Regions from separate parts of the Mus musculus genome. Here region 2 is linked to region 1. Evidence: chromatin contacts called from public Hi-C data. All regions are on one chromosome and are shown on one strand. Each heading gives the region's core, a stretch centred on a gene start, on an enhancer-like site or on the middle of the called end of the contact. The rest is flanking DNA. Distances are from core to core; before and after follow the strand shown.

Region 1 (7,263 bases), core at 1,789-4,288:
CCTGAGGGCCACCTGGGGCTGCTCACTTTCCTGTCACCTCCCAGGCCCTCCCCTCACCTGCTGGGCCCTCCCCCCACCTCCCAGGCCCTCCCTCCACCTCCGAGGCCCTGCCCCCACCTCCTGGGCCCTCCCACCAAACTCTTCTGTCCCTGTAGCTTTGCCTTCCAGGTCTCCAGTCTAGTTGGAGCCTTTCAGACTGCGGGGAATCCTCCACGAGGCAATTACACCGCTCACTTTTCTCTGTGTATGCCTTTGGCTCCATCAAACGCTATTCCACTGTATGGATACCCCACCACATTTTGTTTATTCACTACCTTCTGAAAGGTGTCTCGGCTGCTACCGAGCTTCGGCAATTACAGCAACTACGAATACAGTGGCTGTAAACCATGCTTGCATGTTTCCAACGTTCCTGCACGGTTTCTGGGTATGCATTAAGTTCTTCAACTCCTTCAGAGTAAGTACCTCCAATTATGGTCCCTGGAGCATGGTAGGATTGTTTTTACATTCATAAGAAACTACAATGCTGTCTTCCTACCTGGCCAAGGGCATCTTGCAATTGCACTAGCTGGGACTATGTATTCCCCTTGCCCCGAACCCTTGCCAGTGTTTGGTGGGGGTAGTTGTGCGGGTCTCGCCATTTTGGTAAGTGTGTAATTGCTGTTTTAATTTGCTTGTCCCTAATGACCGCTGATACTGGGCATCTTTCCATATACTCATTAATCTTTAAACTTCCTTATGTGCACGAGCATTTTCCAAGCATTTACGTATGTGTGTTGCATGCATACAGTACCTGAGGAGGTCTGAAGAGGGAGTGTGATCCCCTGGAAACCGAGTTACAAATGGTTGTGAGCCATCACGTGGGTGCTGGGAACTGAAAACTGGGACCTCTGGAAGAACAGCAAGGGCTCTTAGCTGCTAAGCCATCATAATTTCTAATGAGATGTGACTGGAGCCCCGCTGTATGACACCCTTCCTCTGGGTTCTAAGTGAGGGGTTTAATTTCTCCTTTTCCCTGTGGAGCAGAATTATGGACACCAGCCACTTTGTTGGCATTTGTTTTTCAAATATTCCTACCAATATGTACGACTTTAATGGCCTTTCTTCTTTTTCCAGTCTGCAGTTACCTGGTGAAACGATTGCTAGGCTGTGAGAATCATCTGGGGTGGAGATGGGGGACTGAGTTCGAGCTATCTGGGGACAGGGAGGGTTGAGGTTCGGTGTGTGAATTGTATGCGGTCATTTCTCGGGTTTCTCTGTGATTCTGCCTGTCGGTTAGTGTTAATCGTCATTCTGACAGGCTCTACAGTCACCTAGGAGACAAGCTTCTGGCTCACCCGTCATGAAGTATCTAGATTAATGTTAGCGCCTGAGAATGTCTGAGAAGTCGTCTTCATTATGTCAATTGATGTGGGAAGATATATCTTAACTGTGGACTGGACCAGTCCCTGTGCAGAGATGCGGGACTGTGTTAAAGTGAGTGGGACACTAGCACGCATGCGTCCCTCCATGCTTCCTGACTATGGATACCACGTGACCAGCCACGTGACCAGATGCTTTGAAGCCCCCGACTACTATGACTGCCCTACCACGATGGACTGACTTTTAAGTTGTAGGCTGGAATAAACCGTTCTCCCTTATGTGGCTCTTGGCAGAGTTTTCTTATTAAAACCACAAAAGAGAAACTAAGGCACGTAAATCCCAGAAGTGCTCTGGGAGACCAGGCGTGAAGCTGAGATTTGCACACAGCTACATTGCCACCCAGCTGGGCCATTGTTATTTGCAGCTTGGAAGGAGCCTGGAAACAGTTCTGTGGCCCCACTTTTCTCACTTCCTGTGACTGCAAGTGCGGTTTTACCCTCCTGAAGTGTAGATGAGAAAAGACACGGGTAAAAGTGGCACCAAACTAGAAGAGGGCAGGATGGGCCAAGTTCTCTCCCTCTGTCCACCAGTCCTTTCTGCTTTGTTGAGGGCCCAGGATCAGTGCAGCTTGAAGTTGTGGCTTGGACCGGGCAGAGCAGAGTTCATTGCTGGGCATCCCCCCACTCCCGAGAAACTGAGAATGCTGTGAGTGTTGCAGGGTCCTTCTGCCCCCCCCCCCATCTTCTACCTCCTTCCTAACAAACAGAGGAATGGGGTTTCCCTGTCCCACCTGGCTGGTTCTCCTTCTGCCCCACAAACCGGTGGGAAAGGAAGCAATTTTTGTCCCCTGTATGGCCTCTTTCCTAACCTTACCTCTCCCAACTCGCCATTACCCAGAGCTGAAAATCAGGAGTCAATGATGTTTGTCCAAACAGCTGTCTTTGAGGTGAAGAGTTGACTGGCGATTTTCAATGATCTTCTTATCTAGGAACCAAACACATGTGCGTATCTCACTGCGCAGCGAAAGCAAGTCAGCAAGTCAGAGAGGAAAATGTTTATTATATGCACAGCCTGAGTATTCCTTATTCAACATGCTGGCGACCGGAAGTGCTTAAGAGTCTGGCCACTTTGGGACTTGGGAATAGTTGTATATATCTTGAGTCTAGGACCAAAGTCTATGTTTTGTATGTCTGTTATAAATGTTATAGATGAAAGTAATCTTACACAGTGTATTTACTAGACCTTTGTTTTGACTGTGCTCTGTCAGTAGGCTGGGGGTAGTGGTCTCTAGTTGCCGGATTCGGGGTGCGGAGCTGATTAATTCAAGTTGTCAATAGTTAAGAAATACAAGACACTGGCCTGCAAGAACTGAAGATAACATTTGCGGTGCCAAGTATAATTGAGATACATTTATTGTCTTTGGACTCCTACTCGGCCTTCTGCAGGAGAGGAGGCAGGCTGTAGAGTGACCTGGTTTATGCAGGATCATAATCTAGCCCAGCACCGGTTAGACCCCAGATTACTCCGAGCAAAGCTAAGCATACACAAAAGTTACTCGCCAGATTTGCTCTGCCTTCTGAGGTTTTTAACCACTCACCTTCCCTTCCGGGCAGGGCATGTTTACCAGGACATTTTTAGAGAGTGTCATAGCACATCCTGTTGCTTTTTATGTTAGCGATGGGGGTGGGCAGTCAGGCGCTCCAGTGTCATGAGATGTAAACCCTGCTGCCGCTGCCCCTGCTGTAGAGGGCGTGTGCACAGGTCTTGTTTTTCAGCGCAAGGCTTTCTGGGATGAACTAAGCATCCTGAACGCTTCAGAGAAATGCATCTAGAGCCTCCCATAAGTGGTCCAGCTCTCCAAGAGTTGCACGCTCGGGGTCTCAGCCCCATTCTCCTGGCTGCATGTATGTCTGTCCTCAGCTACTGGGCACCATTGAGGTTCTACTCCACAGCCCAGTTTCACGCCGACTACTCCAGATGTCTTTTAGTTAGCACTTCTTCAGTAATTTCTTAAACAAATCACTAACCACAATATGACTTCCCTTCCATAATATAAATCTCGGACAGCAGTGCTTGCGATTAATATGCAGTTAGGGGCGGCTGAACTATCATGACCCATCTGAGGTTGGTTAGCTACCGCAGGCTATTTTTCAAGCATTTTGAAATCTATTTTGTAACACTCCTTAGACACACTTTGCAAACACATTCCCTCGAGTGTTTAAACCCTCGCGCATCTTAAGGGAAATATAACCCATATGTTTCCCATTCATTTTGCATTTAACTCATCAAAGTTGTTTTTTAAGAGCGGTTTGTTTTCTACGAAGTCGTAAGAACCCTCTCATGAAGTCTGTTAGCCTTTAAAAGCCTTCCCCCCAATCTTAACTTATTCTCCCTGGATAGATGTGGATAACGTATTTTAGCTTGGTTTAAGCTAACAGAGCTTGAAGTCTAAGCTAGCTCCGGATTGAGGATAATAAATTAGTCTGATTTCACGGTGAGAATTGGCTTCCCTCTCTGATTTTCCAAGCAGATACCAGCAAAGGACTTGCAAAATGTGCCTTTGAAGGGGAGCGGTCACTGCCTCTCACACTCAGTGGAGGCAGCCTATTCACACATGTACCCTAAACTAGTTACCCGTCATGCACACTGGAGTTATATTCTTCATCATGCATTCAGGTATACCAGAAAAGACGCTCATTTTAATTCAGCAGGCAGGGGCTGGAGCCACAGCACAGTTGGTATAGCGCTTGCCTGCCACGTGTGAAGCTCTGATTGAATTCTGTAGTACTACAAGAAAAACAGGCCTATGATCCCAGGGCTCAGAAGGTAGAGGAGGCAGGAGGATCATCCTGAGCTACAAACAAGTTTGCGGCCAGGGTGCCTGAGACCCTGCCTTGTAAAGAAATGAGAAATGATTTCTGATGGGTTCGCTTAGTTTTCCCTGAGTAGGTTGTGTCCCCCCTTATCCAAAGGTGATGCAGACTGTGGAGTTCTTTGGAGTTCTTTGCATTTGGGGGGCGTTTACACAGATTTTACCGATTGAGCACACCCAGTCGAAAACTCTTGAAATCCAAAGTGGTCCACAATCTAGAGAGAGCATCAAGTCTATTCTCCAGAGCTTTAGATTGGTGACTTTCAGATTGCAATTCTCAACTTTCCCCGAAACTTTTTATAAGCTATAACTCTCAACCAAATCAATAATTTATTGTGAAGTCACAATAATTGTTCTCATCTGTATTTCAGAAATAGTCTCCACTGGAGATTTAAGTTCAGCAGGTTCCCCCATTGCCTAGCAGTGGGGTTTTGAGACCAGCTTTCTGTTTAGCTCTGATTAAACCAGTTAATGGTACGGTGTAAGTAAGGTCATTGCAGCGGAGGGCCAAGGAAGCCTGCCTGCCGACAGCTGATTGGACACTGTCATAAGCCACAGGGGCTTGGGAAAGAGCTGCAGCATCCATCGTAGCAACAGAAAGGGGCTTGCTGGAGCATCTAGACACAGCTCAGAAAGGAGCCTGAGAACAACAGAGAGCTGCACTATTTCCATACAGTTCCTGGGAGGGAAGCATGCAGTGTGCATCTGCCAACCACAGGATGCACCCCAGAACCCCGACCTTTAATAACTATTTTTGTTTTAGAATTTATTTAGCAGATACATCTTTTGGGTGCCTTTCAGAGTAACTCAGCTTTGCAGAGACTCACTAGTTTGTGCCACAAAGGGCTCTCTTAATGTTTTAGTGAGACTAGACTGAGAGGTTAATTTAAAAACAAAAAACAAAACAAAAACAAACAAATAAAAAACAAAAAGAATCAGCCCTTAGACTTAGTTGAAACTAAAACAAGAATAACTTTACTCTCTTTGTAATTTTCCGATGTGATAATTTTACAAAAGGAACCCACAGTTTTTAAGGACTACGGAGAGCAGTATTAGTAGAAGTGTTTGTAGAAATCACTTTCTCCTTTCTCCCAGCCATGGCCGTCAGTCCCCCTCCCCTTAACTATGGGGCTGGATACTGCCAGCCCTCTTCCCTAACCTAGAATAGTCCACCCCAGCTTTGACATTGCTTCCAACCAGGAAAAAAAAAAATGTGAGCTGCAGCCAGGTTTGTGCTGGTGTGTTCTCCCAATGTCAGCACTCAGGAGCTGGGCAGAGGACCATGGGTTCAAGGCCTGCTCCAGCTATATAGGGAGTTCCAATAAAAAAGGCAGCATTGCATAGCGAGACCTTGTTGAAAAACAGAGAGCCAGGGATGCAGCCCAGTGCTGGCTAAAGCCTCTACGTGCAAGGCCCTGGCTTGACTCACAGAACCACCCAACCAACACACACAAACATCTACCCACACCCCACCCCACACCCCTGCTAATCTATTGATGGCTTGTAGGACGTTTGTAACTGACAGCATTTGTATATAATTCTAAGAACACAATGTAGAAATTTTAACACTTAGACTCGTGAACACTGAAAACCTTATCAGCACAAAATCTTTACAAAAATGGTGAATAGACTGTGTTAAAGAGCCATGGGGTTAAATGTGTTTCATCTGTGGGTGTAGCAATTTGGGGACACTGATTTTGTGTATTCCAGCGCTTAATCTCAGTGGTTGCTACTGCTCTCAGAGTTACTTTACGACAGTGTAGAGGTCCAGACAGAACTCACTGGCTACAAGTCTATGTCCTGAAAGCATCATCTTTAAGTATTTCTTTGGGTCAGGAACACCAGGAATCCTCTCTGGCAGTCAGCCGTTGTCGCCTGTAGTTATATGTGTGGGCTTTAGAATATGCCCTGTATTCCCCTGTGTGGCCCCAGGCCCCTACCCATCAGCCATCTTCTCCACACCTTCTCCTCCCCGCTCTCCCACCCACCCCCCATCTTTGCCCAACTCTGGAAAGCTGTTTTCTTGCTCGCTTCAGGGTGAGATCAACTTTTTAATGAGCTTCATTGCAAACCGTGCCCACTAATTATGCAGGAATTTTTTGTTTAACTTTCAAGTTTTCCTTGATGTTCCTCTGCCCCCCTCACATTAATTGGAAGGTCGAAGTTTTGTATTAACAGTGCAAAATCCACCAAGCCTCTTCCTTTAGAGGTTTTTTTTTTTCTTTTTTTTCTTCTTCTTCTTTTCAACAAATAGGAAAATTGCTTCAAACGTAAGTTGCCGTATTAAGAGTCTTAATAAGAGACTCTACGTTTTTGGCAACAAAACCCCGTAACAGTGGGAAGATTTCTCAACACCCGTCTCCATCTGACAGATTCCTTTTTTAAATGATCATTGTTCCCTCATTTTAAAAGAGAATCAAATTATACACAATTGAGATAAGCATTTCATTGTGTGTGAATACATACTGTGGTTGCTATGCTCTGCGTATCTGCGTATATACTTGCTATGCTATGCATAGCAAACGTTTAATAAAAACCAACACCCGCCCTTTCTGTGCGAGAGGCACTGCAGTGCTCTCCATTGACTTCCTTCTGTAAAACTGCTAGGTCTGAAGCAGAAAACTGGGTCCCTCTCCAGCTGGCCCCTGCACGCACCCCCCCACCCCAACCCACCCCCGGCCCCACAGTGTATCAGTGCTGGACTCTTAGTGGCCCTTTCTGGAAGTGGGCTGGGGTGTAGCAGAAACCCCTGACCCTGTCTGCATGCTACCATGGTGCTCCTGACTGGTTGTTAGGAACACATTTATCCTTTAAGCTCCACCCATTTTCAAGGTGACAGACATCCTGAGCATCTCTTTCCTCCCCATTCACTTTATGCTGGAGATTTCTACTTCTTCAGCTCAGTCGCTGTGTTCTTGGTTTCAGTTGGTCTGCATATTACAGTCCTTGGATGACCTAGACAAGCTTTTCGTTGCTGTTTTAGTTTTTGTGTGTATGGATGCTTACCTGCGTGTATGTCTGTGCAGCATACA
Region 2 (7,263 bases), core at 2,126-4,625, 62 kb before region 1:
TGAGAGTGGTCCCCATCAGGGCTCATATATATATTTGAATGCTTGGTGTCCAGTTGGTGGAACTGTTTGGGAAGGATTAGGAGGTGTGGCCTTATTGGAGGATATGCATCACTGAGGATGGGCTTTGAGGTTAAAGGCCCACAGTGTTCCCAGTTAGCTCGCTTGCTTTCTCCCTCCCCTCCCCCCCATCCCCACTACTGCTCAAGTGCATTGCCTGCTGCCATGCTTCCAGCCACAATGGTCGAGGACTAACCCTCTGAAACTGTAAGCTAGCTCCCAGTTAAATGGTTTTGTTTATAAGTAACCTTGGTCATGGTGTTTCTTCACAGCAATAGAACAGTAACTAAGACACAAAGTAGCCAGTGAAAATAAGAAAAGGTTTCTTGGTTCTTACTCCTTCCAAGTTCCCTTCACCAGCTTTGAGAACTTTGTCTCCTTTGTGAGCTTTGCCCTTCTTGGTGTTCCTGGCTATGCCTCAGTGACTCATGGTCGATGAGACCATCCACCCCAGCCCATGAGCAGCTGTCTGTGTCTTGCTGACACCCATTCTCAAGTTTGTCCTGCTAAGTTGATTATCTGGGATCCTGGCCCTGAAAACCAAAGCAGCTAGGCATCAGAACCTTGTCTAGAGTCCTTTTCATGGCTGCAGATTGCACTACAGGCCTGGCCAGCTGCCTTGCAGAGCCCAGGGATGATCACAAGGGAAACTATAGGAGGGATGGGTGGATCAGGTGACCCTCATTCCTGCTACAAAAACATGAGTTCAGCTGGGAGCAGATTCCTATCATTTTTTCGAGGAATGGTGTGAAAATACCGGGGCCGGGGGAGACTGAGAGATGGGAAATACTGTAGAAAGAGAGGAAGAGAATGGGAGAGACCGCCTGTAGAATGTTGGGCAGGAGCAAGCTGTGGCTTCTGCTGGAGGAATGGGAGTTGGTGGAGGGGCAAAGGCGGGTGTGAGCCTACTCCAGACTTTCAGACCTTCAGAAAAAGGTGTGCTTTGCAAACAAGCAAAGAAAAGGGTGTGGAATTCAGAGGGGGGCGGGGCGGGGGAAGAAGCAGAGTTGCAGGTAAGATATGAGGAAGTCTTGAGTGCTCAGAAAAAGGACTCTGAGCTAGAAGTGACCCTGAGGCTGTGTCCCCCATGGACAGTACAGGCTTAGAGAGGACTAGGCCTCCCCACAGAGGTGAGCAGAAGGCTCGAACCAATTGGAAGGAGATCTCTGTGATGGGGAGACTCTGACAATGAAATAGCTTGCTTTTTCAACTTTTTTTTCTCTGCCCCACCTTTTGAGACAGTCTCACCTTGTAGCCCAGGTTGACCCCCAATTAGAGGTAAGTGTCCCGCCTTACTGAACCTCCCAGGTTCTGAGATTACAGGTGTGAGCCACTACCCCTGCCCCATCATGATTTATCTGTTCTTTTCTTCCTTGGTCTCTCGCACATCCCAAGCTGGCCTTTAATTCTTTAGGTAGCTGAGGTTGGTTCTGAACATTTAATCCTTGTGCTTTCATTCTCCTGAATGCTGGGTTGCAGAGCTGTGCAGCCAATCTACCTGGGTGTACCCTGTATGTGGTATAGGGGATCAAACCCATGGCTTTATGCATGCCAGGTAAGCGCTCTAACAAATAAGTTACACAGTCCTAATTTAGTTCTTTTGTTTCTTTTGTTTTGTTTTCAAAACAGGGTTTCTTTGTATAACAAGAACTGGCTGTCTTGGGACTCAATTTGTAGACCAGTCTGGCTGCTGCCTCCCAACTGCCAGGAATAAAGGCACTGACACAGTGCCCACCTTCCCTAATTTAATTTCCTAAGGCATCACACTACTTTTGAAGTATATTTACACACAACAAAATGTACAAATCATAACTGTTCTATTCCATGAGTTCTGACAGCTACAGACACTTCCCTGACCTAAACCTTTAGCGAAATATAGCACTTTTTTTTTTTTTCCCCTGAGACAGGGTTTCTCTGTGTAGCCCTGGCTGTCCTGGAACTCACTCTGTAGACCAGGCTGGCCTCGAACTCAGAAATCCGCCTGCCTCTGCCTCCCAAGTGCTGGGATGAAAGGTGTGAGCCACCCCTGTCCGGCGATATAGCACTTTTTAATCGGTACAGGACAATTTCCCCATCGGCCAATCCACCTTCAACTGCTAGTCAAATATTTTGACCTTTTTTTTTTTTTTTTTTTTTTTTTTTTTTTGGTTTTTCGAGACAGGGTTTCTCTGTATAGCCCTGGCTGTCCTGGAACTCACTTTGTAGACCAGGCTGGCCTCGAACTCAGAGATCCACCTGCCTCTGCCTCCCGAGTGCTGGGATTAAAGGCATGCGCCACCACGCCCGGCTTATATTTTGACTTTTATCACGATTGGATTAACTAGTATCTGAAAGCTACCGTGTGAGGTGCCAGACTTTTATTCTGTTTTATCATAAAAGTTTCTCTCAGGAACAGAGATAGTTCCATTTTGCAGACTAAAACGTTCAGAGCAGGTAGGTAAGGTGCCTCGGGTCATCGGCTACCAACCAGTTAGCCAAGGAGCTGTGTTAGAAGGCCAGGTTGTTAATCCAGGCCCATAGTACACTGAAGAGTGCACAAACCTCTGCATAAGACCCATTATAGCTTCGAATTCAATAGGTGGGGAGCAGTGCCATTTACGAGTTCCAGAGTCCAGAATCCTCCTGTAGGCTGTGTGCACACGCTATCTAAGCAATGGCTCGTTCTCACTCCACTCCCTGGAGGATGGCGGGAGGGGGCTGCGAGCAGCCTCCAATCCACAGAGCTGGCTCAGCAAGGTCGCCTCCTTAGAAGCCGCTCTCTGTCGCTGCACACGTCCCGCCCCGATGCCGGCCGGTGCAGCACGCCCCACCTAGGGTCTCGGGTTCCTCATCCTGTGGGGTGAGGGCTCCGTGTTCGCCACACTCGCCTCTGAGCATCCTTCCCTACTGCCCCCTTTCCCAACGCTGACTCAGCCCCACGCCCTCTCCGCAGCACTGCCGCAGCTGCCATGGCAACCGTGAGCCACCGCCTCTTCGCGCCGGCCGCGAACTAACGGACTCCGGGCGGGCGGCGGCTAACGGCGCCCCGCCTCGCCCCTCCCCGTTCCTTGACAGCCCTGACCTGCAGGATCTAAGTGGTGAGCCCGAGGGGCCGGGCTTGACAGGGAGAGCCGGGTTGCGGAGCCCAGGCGGGCAGCCCCAGTCCGCAAGACCTCGGCCGCCGGCAACAGGCCGCTCCCCCGGAGGAGAAGCGGGAGAGCCACGCAGAATGTAGCACCAGTCGCAGGGTATCATGGGTCTTGTAGTTCGGTGGCTCATCAGGCTCGCCGCCTTGGCTGGGTGATTCGGGCCGAGAACTACAAAGCCCAGCGGTCCGGAGCGCGGCGACAGACTGATAAATTGGGAGCTACTCAGATGGTGTTAAAGTGACTCTTTGTCTGCAGGGGGCTCCGGGGTGGTCGCTGGATTGGGCGCTGTGCGTCGGGCGGGGGTAGCGCAGGTGAGCCTCATTGCTGCGCTCCAGCCCCGCAGCCTCTGCACTCGCGGCCCCGCTCCATCGCCACCGCGCGGGGCCTGGGCCTCCTAGGGTGCTGCCTCTTGGTGCAGAACCGTATGTATGGCGCAAGGTCGATGCGAGACCCGACAAAGCCTTCACTAAAAGGCCTTTGCCTTTCCCTGTGAATCTCTAGGTATTTCTGCTTATTTTTCAAGTACCTCAGAGCTTTTGGCATATAAAATCCATTCATTAGCGTGTGTTCAGAGGACAGTAATATTTAAAAGGACAAGTGTGAAAGCTGATGAAGGATATTACTGTTATTTGGTGATGTCTGAATACATATACATATATATATGTTGCATGTTAGCTATTGAGGTTGAATGTCATGGAGTAATTAATGCCCCCTTCCGGCTCCACTCTTCACTTACTACCTAAATGTTGCCCACACATATTTTGGTTCTTTGAAGACTAGTTAAACTTTCAATGGCTAGTTAATTTTTGCCTTTTTCTGGAGAGTGTCTTTAGCATTTGTTTCTTTTTTCCCCAAGCACTTCCTAGAACGCACACACGAAGCTGATGGGTCTGGAGTATTTTGGGGAGGTCATAAATAACGAACTTGGTTTTATTGACTGATGAGATTTCTTAGTGGGTTTTGATGTGCTGCGATCTCACACACTTGTCTATTTCATTAAGCTTTGTTTGGTCTTTCACTCCCTTGGAAGTTTCTGTTGCTAGCTCTCCTTCATTTCTGACTTTCTCCTCTAGCCAACTTTACTAGAAATGTATTTTATTGAACTTTCTGAACAATCTCCTTTTGACTACACTGAAGTGTTCTGTATTCTGTTTCTATTTTTTAAAAATACCTGATTGATTTATGCACATTTTTCTTTGTTTTAGAGACCAGGCTTCACTGTGTAGTTTTGGCTAGCTAGAACTCACTGTGTAAACCAGGCTGTCCTGGAGCTCACCTGTCTGTCTCAGGATGCTGATATTAAGCATGGCTCAGGATGATTTCCTCTTTTTATTATGTGTAGTGAGAATTTTGGTGTTTTTTTTAAACATGGAATTTACATAGAAATATAAAAATTGTTTTTGTTTTAATCCCAGGTTTGGGATATTGGGCTGCTTCAGATTGTCCACAGCGGTTGACTGCGATTTGCCTCATGCTGTACAAGGGATGTGATTTTTGCCAACAGCCAGATAGTTTCCGTGACTGTGTGATGTTTGGAATTCTGGGGACTTTTCAGAGGGCATATAAATGCTAAGACTCCAAGAGGTGGGGTTGGTTCTTGATCACCACTTGTTAAGTAATTGTTCCTACGTAAAGAAGAAACAACAACAAGAAATTAGATATCCTGATGGCAAAGATGGAACTTGCCCCAAGAAACTTGACACCCCTAATCAGTAGGAAGTAGTCCTGGTGAGGCCCTTCGACCCCAGCCACTGGCTTGCTTACTCTGTACCACACGTATGAGGTTTGGTAGCCTGAAGCCAGCAGACTGTACGAGCATACCTTGCTTCTCAACTATAGTTCTCTGTACCTCTAGATGGTTTTATAATTTCAGGAATGTCTTTATATTTCATAAAGAAAACTCCCAGAGATGGAAGAGCTGACCAATCACGCAGACCCAAACTCAACCATCCACTTTTCGTGCTTCTCCAGGTCTGCTGCTGAGACAGACTTGGCGATTTTCTTAAGAGCCAACTCCAAGTCCCCTCAGGTGACAGGCATCTGTCCTTGGAGTTCCTCCTTGGACAGGGCCTGGATCTCTTCTGGTCTTAATCCATTGATGTGATGTCTCATTCTGTATCTCTGGAGTCACAGGCAGAGACGTCAGCAGCCATTCCTGCACCTCTTCTCACCACTTCCATTACTACAGAGTTACCACAGACATTCTATCACAAAGTTACCACAGACATTGGGAGGACTGGGTTCTGTGTGATTTCGAGATGCCACTTAGAATTCTCTCCTTCAGTTACATCCTGACGTTTCAGAAGAGGTTCAAAACCTATGCAGGAGCTGGAGAGAGAGTTCAGTTGGAATAGTGCTGGGTATGGAAGCCTGAAGACCAGGGGTTCAATTCCCATTTCTCCCCCCACCCTCCCAAATGCTGGGTATACTGGCATATGCTTGTCATCCTAGCTCTGGGGAGGTGAAAACAGAAATCCCTTGGGGGCCTGGTGGTCAGCTAGCCTAGCCTACTTGGCAAGCATAAGGACATTGAGAGACCTTGTCTCCAAAACCAGGGTGAGGTCAAGGATGGTGGTACACACATTTAGTCCAGTATCCAGAAGGTAGAAGCAGGGCGACTTCTATGAGTTTTGCAAATGTGTGACACTTGGAATTCTGGATAATCTTCAGAGGCTGTGGTGGTTTGAATAAACTTGTCCCACGGGAAAAGGCACTGTTAGGAGGTGTGGCCTTGTTGGAGTGGGAGTGGCCTTGTTAGAGGAAGCCTGTCACTGTGTAGGCAGGCATCAAGGTCCTATGTTTAGGCTCCACCCAGAGCAGAAGAGCCCTTCTTCCTAGTTGCCCATGAAACAGTCTCTGGTTGCCTTCAGAACAAGATGTAGAACTCTCAGTTCCTCCTGCACCATGCCAGCCTGGACACTGCCATGCTTCCCATCATGATGACAATGGACTGAACCTCTGAACCTGTAAGCCTGCCCCAATGAAATGTTGTCCTTATAAGAGTTGCCATGGTCATGGTGTCTCTTCACAGCAACGACACCATAACTATGACAGAGGGCATATAAATGCCAGGGCCCTGAGAGGCAGGGTTGTTGTTGCTTGTTAGTTGGTTGCAGTATGTTAAGTAGTCGTGAGAAAGGAAGGAACAAGATGACCATAGATGTCCTGATGTCGAAGATCAAACTTGCCTCAAGGAACTCAACGCCCCTCATCACCAGGAAGTAGTCTAATGATAGCATTGCCCCCTTCCCCCCTCTATTCTTTTTTCTTACCTATCCAGTGTTAGGGTGGTAAAAGGATAGAAGAAAGGGCGTGGAGAAGGGTGGAAGAAAGAAAAACCTACAAAATAGCCAAAGTCTGGCTACAATTATGTTTTTCCTTTCTGCCTCTTTGGGGTATAATCCCTCCGGCCCTCAAACGGGAGGTTCAAGCAGGCACCCACAAACTGCGACCCAGCAGGCTATTCCTGAATGACCCATGGCCAAGGGATGATCTGCTTTCTTCTAATAGTTGAAGAAAAAAGGTATTTGATAACTGATAAAAACGAAAGGAGATTCTGACTTTGGTGACTGCACATGAGTTGTGTTGGGATGCAGCCACGCCCAGTTGTCTATGTACTTGCTTGTAGCTGCCTTTCTCTGGACTGGTAGGTGTGTCAAGAGATGGAGTGACATTTGCACAGGCTTTACGAAGTGCTTGATAACACTGTCACCCGAGTCTCAGTGCCATACATGACACCTACATTATTACTGTTATCAGTGCATACTCATGTCAAAACAAGAAAAGGTGGAGAAATGCATTAGGAATTTTAACTAGGGCGCAGAGTGAGTCAGAGGATGAAGGCAGTGTGCTCACGCAGTACACAGGTCTGTGCTGAAGAGCCCGTACACACCTCTGTCAGCAGAGGAAGCACCCAACATCACATACCCAAGGTGGATAAGAAAGCAAATGCCAGAAGAACTGGACAGACTTCAGCGGGCCATCGTCCTGGAGGAGATTCTGTTCACAGAACTAAAAGATGGAAATGCGGTCAGTTTCCGAATGGCTCGTTTCTTAGCCAAGCAAGGAAATGATTGAC

The links. Hi-C and Micro-C count contacts between places; a contact is called where the count stands out from the background.
Region 2: a Hi-C map of natural killer cells shows a contact between it and region 1, with 1.6 times the contacts expected there. The contact joins the promoter of Katnal1 here to the enhancer-like site in region 1. A contact is called at or near these places in 1 of 484 Hi-C or Micro-C datasets (natural killer cells), 2 of 115 datasets of contacts at active chromatin or transcription factors (the SCID.adh cell line and embryonic stem cells) and 3 of 9 other capture datasets (adipose tissue, liver and pancreatic islet).

What each region holds. Positions count from the first base shown.
Region 1 is chr5:148,862,521-148,869,783 of GRCm38.p6, reverse strand. No RefSeq gene overlaps it. Among named protein-coding and RNA genes, the nearest start is that of Gm36405, 57 kb to the right of the region's middle. Within about 2 kb of position 3,038, at least 64 of the 459 cell types and tissues checked have an H3K27ac peak or open chromatin away from gene starts, as enhancers often do. A contact at or near this core is called in natural killer cells, where this site is marked.
Region 2 is chr5:148,924,759-148,932,021 of GRCm38.p6, reverse strand. It overlaps Katnal1 (katanin p60 subunit A-like 1), which reads left to right and starts at 3,375. Exons shown (of 11, transcript NM_153572.2): 1 at 3,375-3,496. It overlaps Gm36446 (a long non-coding RNA gene), which reads right to left and starts at 3,210. Exons shown (of 2, transcript XR_377236.1): 1 at 3,119-3,210; 2 at 2,400-2,889.